3 separate regions of the Mus musculus genome follow, and regions 1 and 2 are each linked to region 3. A link is a contact called in public HiChIP or PLAC-seq data. All regions are on one chromosome and are shown on one strand. Each heading gives the region's core, a stretch centred on a gene start, on an enhancer-like site or on the middle of the called end of the contact. The rest is flanking DNA. Distances are from core to core; before and after follow the strand shown. Region 1 has its middle 12 kb from the start of Gm52732. Region 2 overlaps Col15a1 (collagen, type XV, alpha 1). Region 3 holds the start of Coro2a (coronin, actin binding protein 2A).

What was found. HiChIP or PLAC-seq counts read pairs in DNA pulled down with a chosen protein or histone mark.
Region 1: an H3K27ac HiChIP or PLAC-seq map of microglia shows a contact between it and region 3, with 4 times the contacts expected there. The contact joins the enhancer-like site here to the promoter of Coro2a in region 3. A contact is called at or near these places in 4 of 115 datasets of contacts at active chromatin or transcription factors (T-cell acute lymphoblastic leukemia, bone marrow-derived macrophages, microglia and 1 more).
Region 2: an H3K27ac HiChIP or PLAC-seq map of T-cell acute lymphoblastic leukemia shows a contact between it and region 3, with 2.3 times the contacts expected there. The contact joins the enhancer-like site here to the promoter of Coro2a in region 3. A contact is called at or near these places in 1 of 39 promoter capture datasets (hippocampal neurons) and 4 of 115 datasets of contacts at active chromatin or transcription factors (T-cell acute lymphoblastic leukemia, bone marrow-derived macrophages, microglia and 1 more).

Annotation. Positions count from the first base shown.
Region 1 is chr4:47,313,462-47,317,055 of GRCm38.p6, reverse strand. No RefSeq gene overlaps it. Among named protein-coding and RNA genes, the nearest start is that of Gm52732, 12 kb to the right of the region's middle. Within about 2 kb of position 1,360, at least 104 of the 459 cell types and tissues checked have an H3K27ac peak or open chromatin away from gene starts, as enhancers often do. A contact at or near this core is called in bone marrow-derived macrophages and microglia, where this site is marked.
Region 2 is chr4:47,292,554-47,295,799 of GRCm38.p6, reverse strand. It overlaps Col15a1 (collagen, type XV, alpha 1), which reads right to left. Exons shown (of 40, transcript NM_009928.3): 27 at 2,552-2,620; 28 at 2,393-2,434. Gm52732 (a long non-coding RNA gene) reads left to right here. Exons shown (of 3, transcript XR_003955396.1): 3 at 1-2,044. Among named protein-coding and RNA genes, the nearest start is that of Gm52732, 9.0 kb to the left of the region's middle. Within about 2 kb of position 1,814, at least 147 of the 459 cell types and tissues checked have an H3K27ac peak or open chromatin away from gene starts, as enhancers often do. A contact at or near this core is called in T-cell acute lymphoblastic leukemia, bone marrow-derived macrophages, hippocampal neurons and 1 more, where this site is marked.
Region 3 is chr4:46,600,147-46,603,527 of GRCm38.p6, reverse strand. It overlaps Coro2a (coronin, actin binding protein 2A), which reads left to right and starts at 1,599. Exons shown (of 12, transcript NM_001164804.1): 1 at 1,599-1,711.

The DNA of each region.
Region 1 (3,594 bases), core at 111-2,610, 710 kb before region 3:
TTTTAGTTGCCAGAGTTTGGAAAAAGGAGTGGAAAGCAGGGCAGCCAGAGTATGTGGGGAAAGCGGATACTCACTAGCAACAGTCAGGGTTGTACCAGGGAGGACATGGGGAATCAGTCCTGGGCTTGAAGATGGCTGGAAAAGCTATGTGGATTGGGAGATAGCATCTAGCACAGCATGGGGAAGAAAGCTCGGCTCCTCCTGGTTACACCTGGCCAGGCGAAGAATGGCAGGCACACCGAAGTGCTAAAACATCACTTCCAACACTACAAGTAAGCTCATCCAATGAGGAGCACTTTCAGTGATTCCCTATTTGTCAAAGGAAAACACTGAGTTAGTTGCAGGGAAGGATTAAATGCAGGGATGATGCTCAGCTTGACTTGGAAAACTCGCCAGTGATGACGTGGACAGCAAGCGGCAGAGCCAAAATTCAGAGGCAAAGAACTCTCCAGCATTTGACTGCCACACGAATTAGAGGACCCGACAGAAGTCAAGACAGGGAAACCTATTACTGGCTAGAAAAGGCTTTGAAGAGACTCAGTGCTTTCCTGGTGACTCAGAGCTCAGAAGCAGCTGGAAAAGTCTCTCTCTTGCTACTAGGTTAAGGGAGACTGGGACAATGCATTTGTCTTGACTGGAGAGTTCCTGAGTGCCGAGGGATGTGCATGGAATTCAGAACAGTCTGTGGCATTTAGAGTTGTCTTGGTCAGGTTGTATTTATATATTTATGCACAGGATAACAGTTAAAGAGGAGGAGGCCAGGAATTGGAAGGGGTCATGAAAGGAGTTGGAGAAAGGAAACTTAAAAATGATTTAAAAAAAAATGGAAGGGGTTGGTGGACTTGAAAAAGGAGCCACCATTTATTTATGTTTGTGTCTCCACAATGAAACATGATCAGGAGAAAAAAGATGAGTATCCCAGAGACTTCTGAGTGAATGAGCAAACTAACCAACCCAGAGCCAATCCCATCCAGCGCTTCAGATCTTCCCGATGTGCCTGCCCATTCATTGTAAGATAAAGTTTAGATGCTTTACTGTAGAACTCCAAGCTGACGTGAGCTCACTTCTGCCTGCCTGCCCACACCATCCCATCCCTCTTGCTGGCCAGGATGAATCTGTGTTTTAATCTTTTCAGTGTTCTGGTCATTTCAGAGACCTTAGGCATTTTGGATGGAGGAAGTTTTGTTTTCTCCTGCAAGTCTCCTCTCTGGTGAGGCTGCCCATCACAGCCCTGGACACTGGACACACAACTCAAGTGAGGCCAGTGGTGGTCATTTTTAGGAACTGACGTAACCCCCATGGGGAGAGGAAGCCTCCCCTTCCCTCTGTGGGTGTGAGCTCTTGGTTAACAGAGAGCAATGCAGGTCTGAAGCTGTCTGCACCCTGACCCACGAAGGCAGCTTGTCTTTGGTTGAAAGGAAGGAGACATACACAGAGAAAAGCAGAAGTCAGCCTGCCAGCCAGACAGCCAGATGGGAAGATGACCTTAACCCAAGTGTGACATTACCACATTAAGTCTGTACTCCTGTCCCACTTCTTGTTCTCATGAACAAACTCATTCCTCTTTTTATTTTTACTCTTTATTTTTCTGAACCTTAACTAATACTCAGCCACGATACTAGGCTGTTGACAGTTCCCACAATTCTGCTTCTATCCTGTTCACGTACAGATGACAGCCCTCAGCCAAGGGATCCAGAGGACACTGGAGACCTGAGGGTAGTTCCTGTGACCCAGTTTTTTCATCTTACCAGGTCTGTTTCAGGCCATATCATGGAGTCACACCAGACTCTTCCCCACCACCACCACCACCCCACATCCCCACCCATACCCGCACACCCTCCCACCGCCATCCCCACCCCTACCTTCCCACCCCCTGAGCTGCTCCGCTCATTTGCTATTCTGTTCTTCCCAAGCTGTTGTCCTCATAAGATCGGCCCCCTCTCCTACGTGGGTTGGCAGCCGTTTCTCTTGCTCTGGTTATATTGCTGGATGGAAGATCCAGGAAGGTTGAAGCCACAAGCTTAAGACCTGAAGGTCTTTGATACAGACACAGAGCACCCTCAAAGCCCTCCAGCTTATAGAGGTTATAGCCATACATACCTACATATTCCTTCCTGTGTTTGGCCTGGGTGAGGGTTGGCTTAACAGCCTTCTAGTACCCCCAAGTCGTCCAGGCCAATGCGTAGTGAAGGCTTGGAGACCCTTCAGCCACTATGTTTTAGCTAGCTGAGTGTTATATTTCAGGTGTGAAGTATGCCAGGTAGCCAGTGAGAGGGGTATGACACCAGGTATGTCAGCCTAGGGGATGTCACAGCAGTGTTGTGGGAAGGAAGAGACAATGATTAAGGCTTTGCTAAGATGGTACAGGACATGACGTGGCCCATCAGAAGAGTCTATGTGGTTTGCCTAAGAGACCCTGTGAAAGACCAGACAGGTAGATTTTGGCATGGGACAGGAAAGATTAGCAAGGCAAACACTCAGTGAAGTCTCTTGAATGCCAAGCACAGGATTGGAATGATTGGTCAGAGTGCACGTAGCTGTAGTTGACTCTTGTCTGTGAACGTAGGTCCTCCAGGGCATGCAGAGGGGGAAAGTCTCACCACCCTCTCCTAGGGTCAGGAGAAGTGGGCATCTCTCTTCCTGGCTTCCCTCAGCTCTGCTCCACCGTGTCCTTTCTATGGTCTCTGTTCTGGTGGGCTCTGACTGGTGTGGGTGACATCTATACTTCCTGACTCAGCACCCTCCTGTCCTCTTCCTCGTGCCACTGTGCCCATGCCAAGAACTCCCCACCTGTAACTTAGCACTGGATCTGTCCCCAGCCATCTACCACTGGGACTTTCCCCTGTAGCCATTTCTGTTTCTGACTCATTAGAAAGATTCTATGCTCTTCCTGCTGTGGATTTTGAAGTGGACGGTCTGGGTTGTTTTGTTTTATATTGTTTTGGTTTTGTTCTGAATTTCCTTCCTACTTCAAGGACTTAGGAGGATGCAGTCACTCCGATGACTTTCTGGGCCAGTCCCCACTGAATGGGAAGAAATAGCTCAGCATGCTTCTTGCCTACTGATGATGTTTCCAGAATCATGCACTTGGAGTGGAGATGGAACCAACAGGCATCCATATCCAGTGGTGCCTTGAGAGGACTTTGGGCCTGAGCCTGAAGCCAGCCCTGCACGTGCCAGCCACATGACTGGACCCAGGAAGGAGCCGAGCCTCCACTTGCATTTTTTCTTCATTTGTAAAGTAGAGGTTTAGAATGTACCCACTTTGCAGAGCTGGGGACCTCGTTTACCGATGATAAACTTTTACTGAGTGAAGCAGATACTGAGTGTGTCTATCCTGTTCACTGAGTGTGTCTATCCCGTTCACTGAGTGTGTCTATCCCGTTCACTGAGTGTGTCTATCCCATTCACTGAGAGTGTGTCTATCCCGTTCACTGAGTGTGTCTATCCCGTTCACTGAGAGTGTCTATCCTGTTCACTGAGAGTGTGTCTATCCCGTTCACTGAGTGTGTCTATCCCGTTCACTGAGTGTGTCTATCCCGTTCACTGAGTGTGTCTATCCCGTTCACTGAGAGTGTGTCTATCCCGTTCACT
Region 2 (3,246 bases), core at 565-3,064, 690 kb before region 3:
TCTTGGCCTCCTTTCTTATCAATTAGGATTGGCTCACATGTGAGGCCAAGTGTCCAAGCCAGCTCTGAGCAAGTTCTGAAGCTGGGCCAATCGTCTGCTTTGCTACTGAGTGTAATCAGAGACAGGCATAAGGCACAGGTCAGGCAGCAGTGGCAGTGACAAATAGCAGGGTTGTCATTAGATTGGAGGGGCTTTTATGGACTCTTCATTAGGTGACAGGGGTCTGGAATCCAAGCAGTTCTGGATAACACTGTTCAACTGTCTTAGCTTCATTCCTTGTTACTGTGATTGGAAACCCTAGCGAAAGCAACTTGTGGGAGAAAGGGTTTATTTGGTTTACAACTCCAGGTTACAGTCCATCACTGCTGTGAAGTCAAGGCAGCACTGCATGGAAGCAGTTAGTCACATTAAATCCACAGTCAAGAGCAGAGAGCAATGAATTAATGTATGCACGTGAATGTCAGCTCACTTTCTCCACTCTTAGGCAGCTTAGAATCTCTTGCCTAGGGTATGGTGTCTAGTATAGTGGGCAGGTTTTCCTGTCTTGGCTTAGGTAATCTAGATAATTCCAGGCCAACCTGATCTAGACAACTCCTTATTGAGACTCTTTTCTCGGCCAATTTGATTTGTTCTATGTTGACAATTAAAGGTAACCATCTCACTCTGCCTCCATCTTTCCCCAGAAGATGCTCCACCTAGATCTGGGATCTTTCTGTGCTTGTAAGTGGGGATTGCAAGCTGCTTAGGGGTCATCATGAAAAGATATTGGGAAGAGGAAGGAACCTTCCAGAAAGAAAATCTAAGGACGACCTTTACAAGTGGTTAAGCAAGGTGGTAGGAGTATATAAACTGTCATGATGTTAAACTGATGAAACTGGAAGATGCTTGCGAAGTGCTGGGTGTGTTTCTGTTTGATAATGTCTACTTTGAGGGCCTCGTAGGAAACACCCATGCCTCCAAACGCTACGGTGTCCCAGTATGCCACAGGAAATTAAAACAAGACAAAACACGTTGAGCCTGGCATTGAGTTTAAGTCACTCCATAACTGCCCCACCATCCCCCGAGTGTAGATACCACACAGGGTTCCACTACAGGTTGTACAACTGCAGTATCATTCCCACAACAGTCTAAAGTTTGTGGTCTTCTGTCTCATACTTGGTGTGTTGGGATTGTTTGTGGGAGGTAGTAAGGAGGTGGGGCTCTGTGTTGAGAGGAGGGACCTTGAGCTCTGGGAAACAGTGGGACCTAGGCAGCCTCTGCCCTTGTATGAGGAGATGCAGTGTTTTCTTGGGGTATCTCCAGAAGCTGCACTTGCAGCAGATGCCTCGCTACAGTTATCTGGATAAACACGCCCTTGGTGCTGCTGTTGGGCTCACTTGGAGCTTCAGCCCTGTCCCCTGGGGGATCCCGCGCTCTGCCTTCCAGGCTAGCATGCTTGGACCGTGGGCTGCCCACATGGACGCCTCAAAGGTCAGATTTGGACATAGGCCTAGGCCAATACACAGCCAGCCGGCCTGCATCAGTTAGAGGCATCAGCGACCAGCAGCATTCCCATTCCCACGGGAATCAGTATAAGCCCACTTCAAAGAATATTTTGAAATGATCATCTGCAAACTCCAGAAAGCAGAGACCACGTCTGTCTAGGTCATTCCTGTGTTCCCCCCGGGGCCTAGCAAGAGTCCTTGGCACTGGGGAGAGCTCAGTAAATATTTACTGAAAGAATGAGAGAATGATTGCGCACAGATCCATGACTCATGCCTTGTCCCCGTGTTTCCTCACAGAAATAAATGTCTCCCTATGATACTGGCAAAATCCTACAGACGGTACTGCCAACTGCCTGGGGGAGGGGGAGGCTGGGCAAGGATCACAGTGCCTGCACCTGCTTCCTGGTCACCAGGAGATCTGAGCTGTGGTCCCAGCTGCCCCATGCTCCGTGACCTTGGGCTAACCAAAGAGCTTCTGTGGGTAGCTGTCTTCCCATGATAACTGGGAGAGATAACGCTTGCCTCTTGGGTAACTCAATCTTTGAGGAGGATGGAACTGAGTAGTTACAAATTTTAACCCCCAGTTCCCAGCTCAGAGGCCACGAGTTCCGGTCACTTCTTTTAGTTAAGAAGGAGTCTATTTTGCAATTTTATGCTTCTTCCGCCCCTGAGGCCAAATGTTTGTTTTACTAATAGACGACTCACTGTTAAAATAAGCCAGTGTGTGGTATTTCATTACCAGGGTCTATTATCTAGAAACTTCTAGATCTTTAAGGGCCTATATGTAGATAGATGATATCAGAGAGTAGACATACAGGAATGGAAAAGTGCCCAAGGCAAGATGGATCCGTTTCCTAAAACAGGCACTGGTACTTAGCCTGCTGCATGAAGACATGAGAGTTACTTACTGGTGTTTTGCAGTGTGGCCGGGCAGGTATTGGAAAAACAGCCTGTGGAAAGAGAATATGAGGGGTGAAGGCATCAGGAAACCTAGCACCAGCTGAGGCCAATCTGGTGCTCACTGCAGGGTCCCCAGGAAAGCTTCTCCCAACCCCATCCTAACTTACGCCTTTGATGTTAACCACAGCTCCAGGGGGCCCTGGGGGCCCTGGGGGTCCAGGTAGGCCAGGTGGACCCTGAAGGAAGAAAAGAAAAGCCGCTGCTGTGTTTAAGGATGTGGGAGGCAGCTACAGCATTTGCTACACACTCTGAGCTGGAAGCTGGGAGGGAGTAGCTTCCAGAGCACTCCCTCATCTGGGGCATACTGAAAAGGGTTGGTAAAGCATGCGGGAGACAGCTGGACAGCTATGCCGTCCTGGCTGACACCCACAAATAATGAGGCCCAGAGAAGGGATACAACCTGCTCAGAGCCACACAGCAGCTCACAGAGAACTGAAATTGGAACCCAGATTCTGGTTCCCGGAGCAATGCTCCGTTAAGATCTGCATTCCTGGGCCGTGTGTGGGAGCAAGGAGGGGGGACACAGGATGCATAGAACCCCTTTTCTTTCCTTCTCCTTTCTGTCTGGTGTCTGCATTGGGGAGACTGACACTCTTCAGCATGGGAATGGTCTAGGTGGGACACAGGACCCTCCTGAGAGTGAGATGGGGGGGAGCGGGGCTGAGTGTGTGCACCTCTGGAAGCAATGGAGGAAGAAAGAAAGCTTCCCTGAGCACACATTCTGCAGGCCCCACTCATTGAACTTCGAGGTACTGGACACTCTAACAGGATCTCGTCTGCACTGCAGCCCCAGGGCATGAGG
Region 3 (3,381 bases), core at 350-2,849:
AGAGAGGACCACCAGACCCTAGCCTCCGCCTTTACTGTGTTGGGGCATCCAGATGAGTCAGCCTGCTCCAGGGTAAAGCCAAGTCAGAAACACTGTGGTGGGCCTGGCATGGTGGCCCCAGCCTTTAGGAGGTAGACAGGAGAATGAGTTCATGGGTTCTTCTTAGTTCATAGACAGTCTAAGACCGACCTGGGCTATGTGGGACCCTCCTTAAAAAAATTAATAAATGGGCTGGTAAAATGCCTAAGAGGGTGATAGTGCTGTCTCAGGAGCCAGGCAGCCTGAGACCTGTCCCCAGGAACCATGTAAAAAGCTGAATGCAGCCCTCCTACTTGGAGATGGGAGGCATCTGATATATTGCCCGATAGCTCAGGGACAGTCAGCCAGGAATATGTAGCATTGCAGAAATAAGATGAAAGGAAAGAACTAACTTCTGAAAGTTTGCACACACACACACACACACACACACACACACACACACTCGTTAAAAAGTGACAAAAATGTTTTAGATTACCATGGACCCTTGAGGGCAAAGGTCCAACTGCTGCGGTTGTGCGCTGTGTGCTTCTGCCAGTGCAGCTCCAAGCGGGATGCAGGGGGAATTCAGACGTGGGAAACCCACAGCTCTAGGAAGAAAACCGGCCCAGGGCCCTGTGGTTCAGCAGGAACTAGAGGAAGGCTTTAGCGACTGCTGTTCTAAAGTGATCAAGGACTCACCAGAGCTGAGTGTGGTGGTGTAGTCCTACAATCCCAGCTCCTAGAGGCTGAGGGAGGAAGATGGCTAGTTCAAAGCCAACCTAAGCAATTTAGTGAACTCTTGTTTCAGAAAAAGAGGAGAGGTCTCACAGTGTAGCTCAAAGGTAGAATACTTGCCTGGCAAGCATATGCACGGTCCTAATGTTCAATCCCACCATCACAAATCATACACACACACACATTAAATTTGTTATAGAGCCTACCAAGAACTCAGCTAAAGTCTCAACTTCTTGTCTATGAAATGGGAGTATTATGACTACATTGAAGGCGTTGGTAGATCAAATGTAATAAATTGTGTTCTTAGTTAACAATATATACAATACCTACTTTGTGCCAGGTACAGTGCTAGTCTCCCTCCTCCCCCCCGCCCCCCACCAAACACATCACTACAAGACACGAAGAACACTTTCCAAGACAGGTGGTGTGGCGTGGTTATTATGAAAGATATGACGTCCTATCTTCCATATTCAGTGAGCACCCGGCTGAAAGAGGGAGCGGCTTGGACGCAGCGCCCCCTAATGGCAGCAGTGGGAAGGATCTCCCGGATGCGCAGCCGCCCTCCGCTCTCCAGTTCTCCCGCCGCCTGCAGAGCTGCGGTCCCGGCGCTCGCTGCGGGATCCAGCTTCGAGCCATCTGGGAGGCAGGCGCGATGACAGTCTCCATCTCAGCAAGGGGAAACTGAGGTTCGGGACCCGAGTCCCACCCAAAGCCTGCGGCGAGAGCGTGTCGGAGGCGAGAGTGTGTGCACGCGGGACGGGAACCGAGCTGCGGGCGACGGGCGGCGCACAGGCGGGGCCTCTCCGTCCCGCCCCGCCCCGACCCCGCCCGGCCCGGTCCCGCCCGCCGGGCTGCGCGGGGAGGCGGCGGCACTGGGCGCGGGGACTCGGCGGGCGGCGCGAAGCGCGGAGCGGGAGCCGGAGCCGCCGCCGCCGCCACCTGCGCGGCAGCCAACAAGGTAGGGTGGGACCGGGCCGGGCGGGACGCTCGCTGCGCCCGGGCTGCGGCTCTGTGGCGGGAGGGATGCTGTCCCCGGCGTCGCGGAGACCTATCCTCCAGACCCCCGCACGATCTCACACAAAGCTCTGCCCCGCTCCAGTCCTCAGTTTCCCCATCGGGATACTGGTGCGGCCGCTCCCTCAGTGGGTGACTAGGAGCAGCGACCCCCAGGTTCGCGCTCCAGAGGTTAGGGGCCAGTCCTTACCGCCCGCGCCTCTTGCGGCGGTGAGCGGCCCGCCCTGGGCGCGGCAGCCAGTCTCGACAGGCCCCGGTGTGGCCCAGGTGCCCCGTGGACCCGAGTCGTGATTGTTCCTGTCCTGGCTGGGTTACCCGCGGGGGCCTCAGCTTCCAGTCCCGGGAAACGGTGGAGGAGGAAGCATCCCTGAGTCCCTGCCGAGGCGACCTGGGCGCGCGGGTGGGGCGAGCAGTCTGCTACCCAGACCAGGCTCATCGCCTGGAGCTGGAGGAGGAGCCCCGCGCTGGCAATGGCCAGATCTCAGCCTCAGACCTGCCTGGACCCGAGCCGAGCAAACACCCACCTGCATTCGGGCAATGGAGAAGGACGTCCTGGTCCGCGCCCTGGCCAGCTGCCGGAGCCCAGTTCTGCGTACCAGCCTGGTGGGACAGGGTTGGTACTACCACACTCGGTCCTCAGTCCACTTGCCAGGAAAACAGTGTCTCCGGGGGTTGGGGGACTGAGCATGTATCTAGGGGTGCAGTGACTCCAGGATCTTTAAAGACCTCTGGTGTAGGGCTGGGAAGTTCTATAAGATGCCTTTTGATGAAGGTCTTATGTTGCATTCTTCTCGAGATGGGGACTCTCACTAGCGAAACTGGGGAATCTGGTCCCACTGTGGCTGCAATCCTGATAGTGTCCCTTAGCTAGCATGTGGCCCTTCTGTCTCAGAGCCTGCTCTTCTGCGAATGCTCCAGGGACTTGTTCATAACCACCTGTGCCTCAGCACAGGAATGTGTCCTTACACGTCCCTCGCCTCCAGACATCTCTTGAGGGATGTGGAGGGAGAGAAAGGCTTAAGCCCATCTCTGGACACTTCTGCCTCATTTCCTGACATCTGTCCCCACTAAGGAACAGGCTCAGCACCTCCTGATCGCCTGTCTCCCTCTCCCTCACCCAAGGACTTTCTTAAGGCTAAAAGAGGAGACCCTTCCCTTTCCCCAGGCCAGCGCCGGTAGTGAGCCCTACGTCATCTAAGTGTACAGGCAGAGGGCTGGGTGGGCATCATAGGGTGCTGTGCGTTGCCAGGGCCAAAGCAGTGTGGCAGGGGACCTTGCCCTGTGGCCCCAACCTGGAGCTTCGCTGCAAATGAGTGTTATTATCCCCTCATAAAGGGAGACTAAGTATAAGTGTGGCTGCCAGAGCCCAGCGCCAGCTCGAAAGCCTAAGTACCACCTGAGTCCCCTGTCATTGGGAACGTTTGTGATCTGGGAGGCTACAGTGATGGCGCATGAGCAGGCAGGTCCTGATTATTACAAAGTCATCCCGAACTTTAAAAATGTACTGTGGAGTTGTGGATTCTCTGACCTGAAAGGGTCTCTAGAAACCATCTCATCCCAGGCCCTTATTCTAGGGGCAGTCTAGAAACCGTCTATCTCATCCAACGCTCGTAT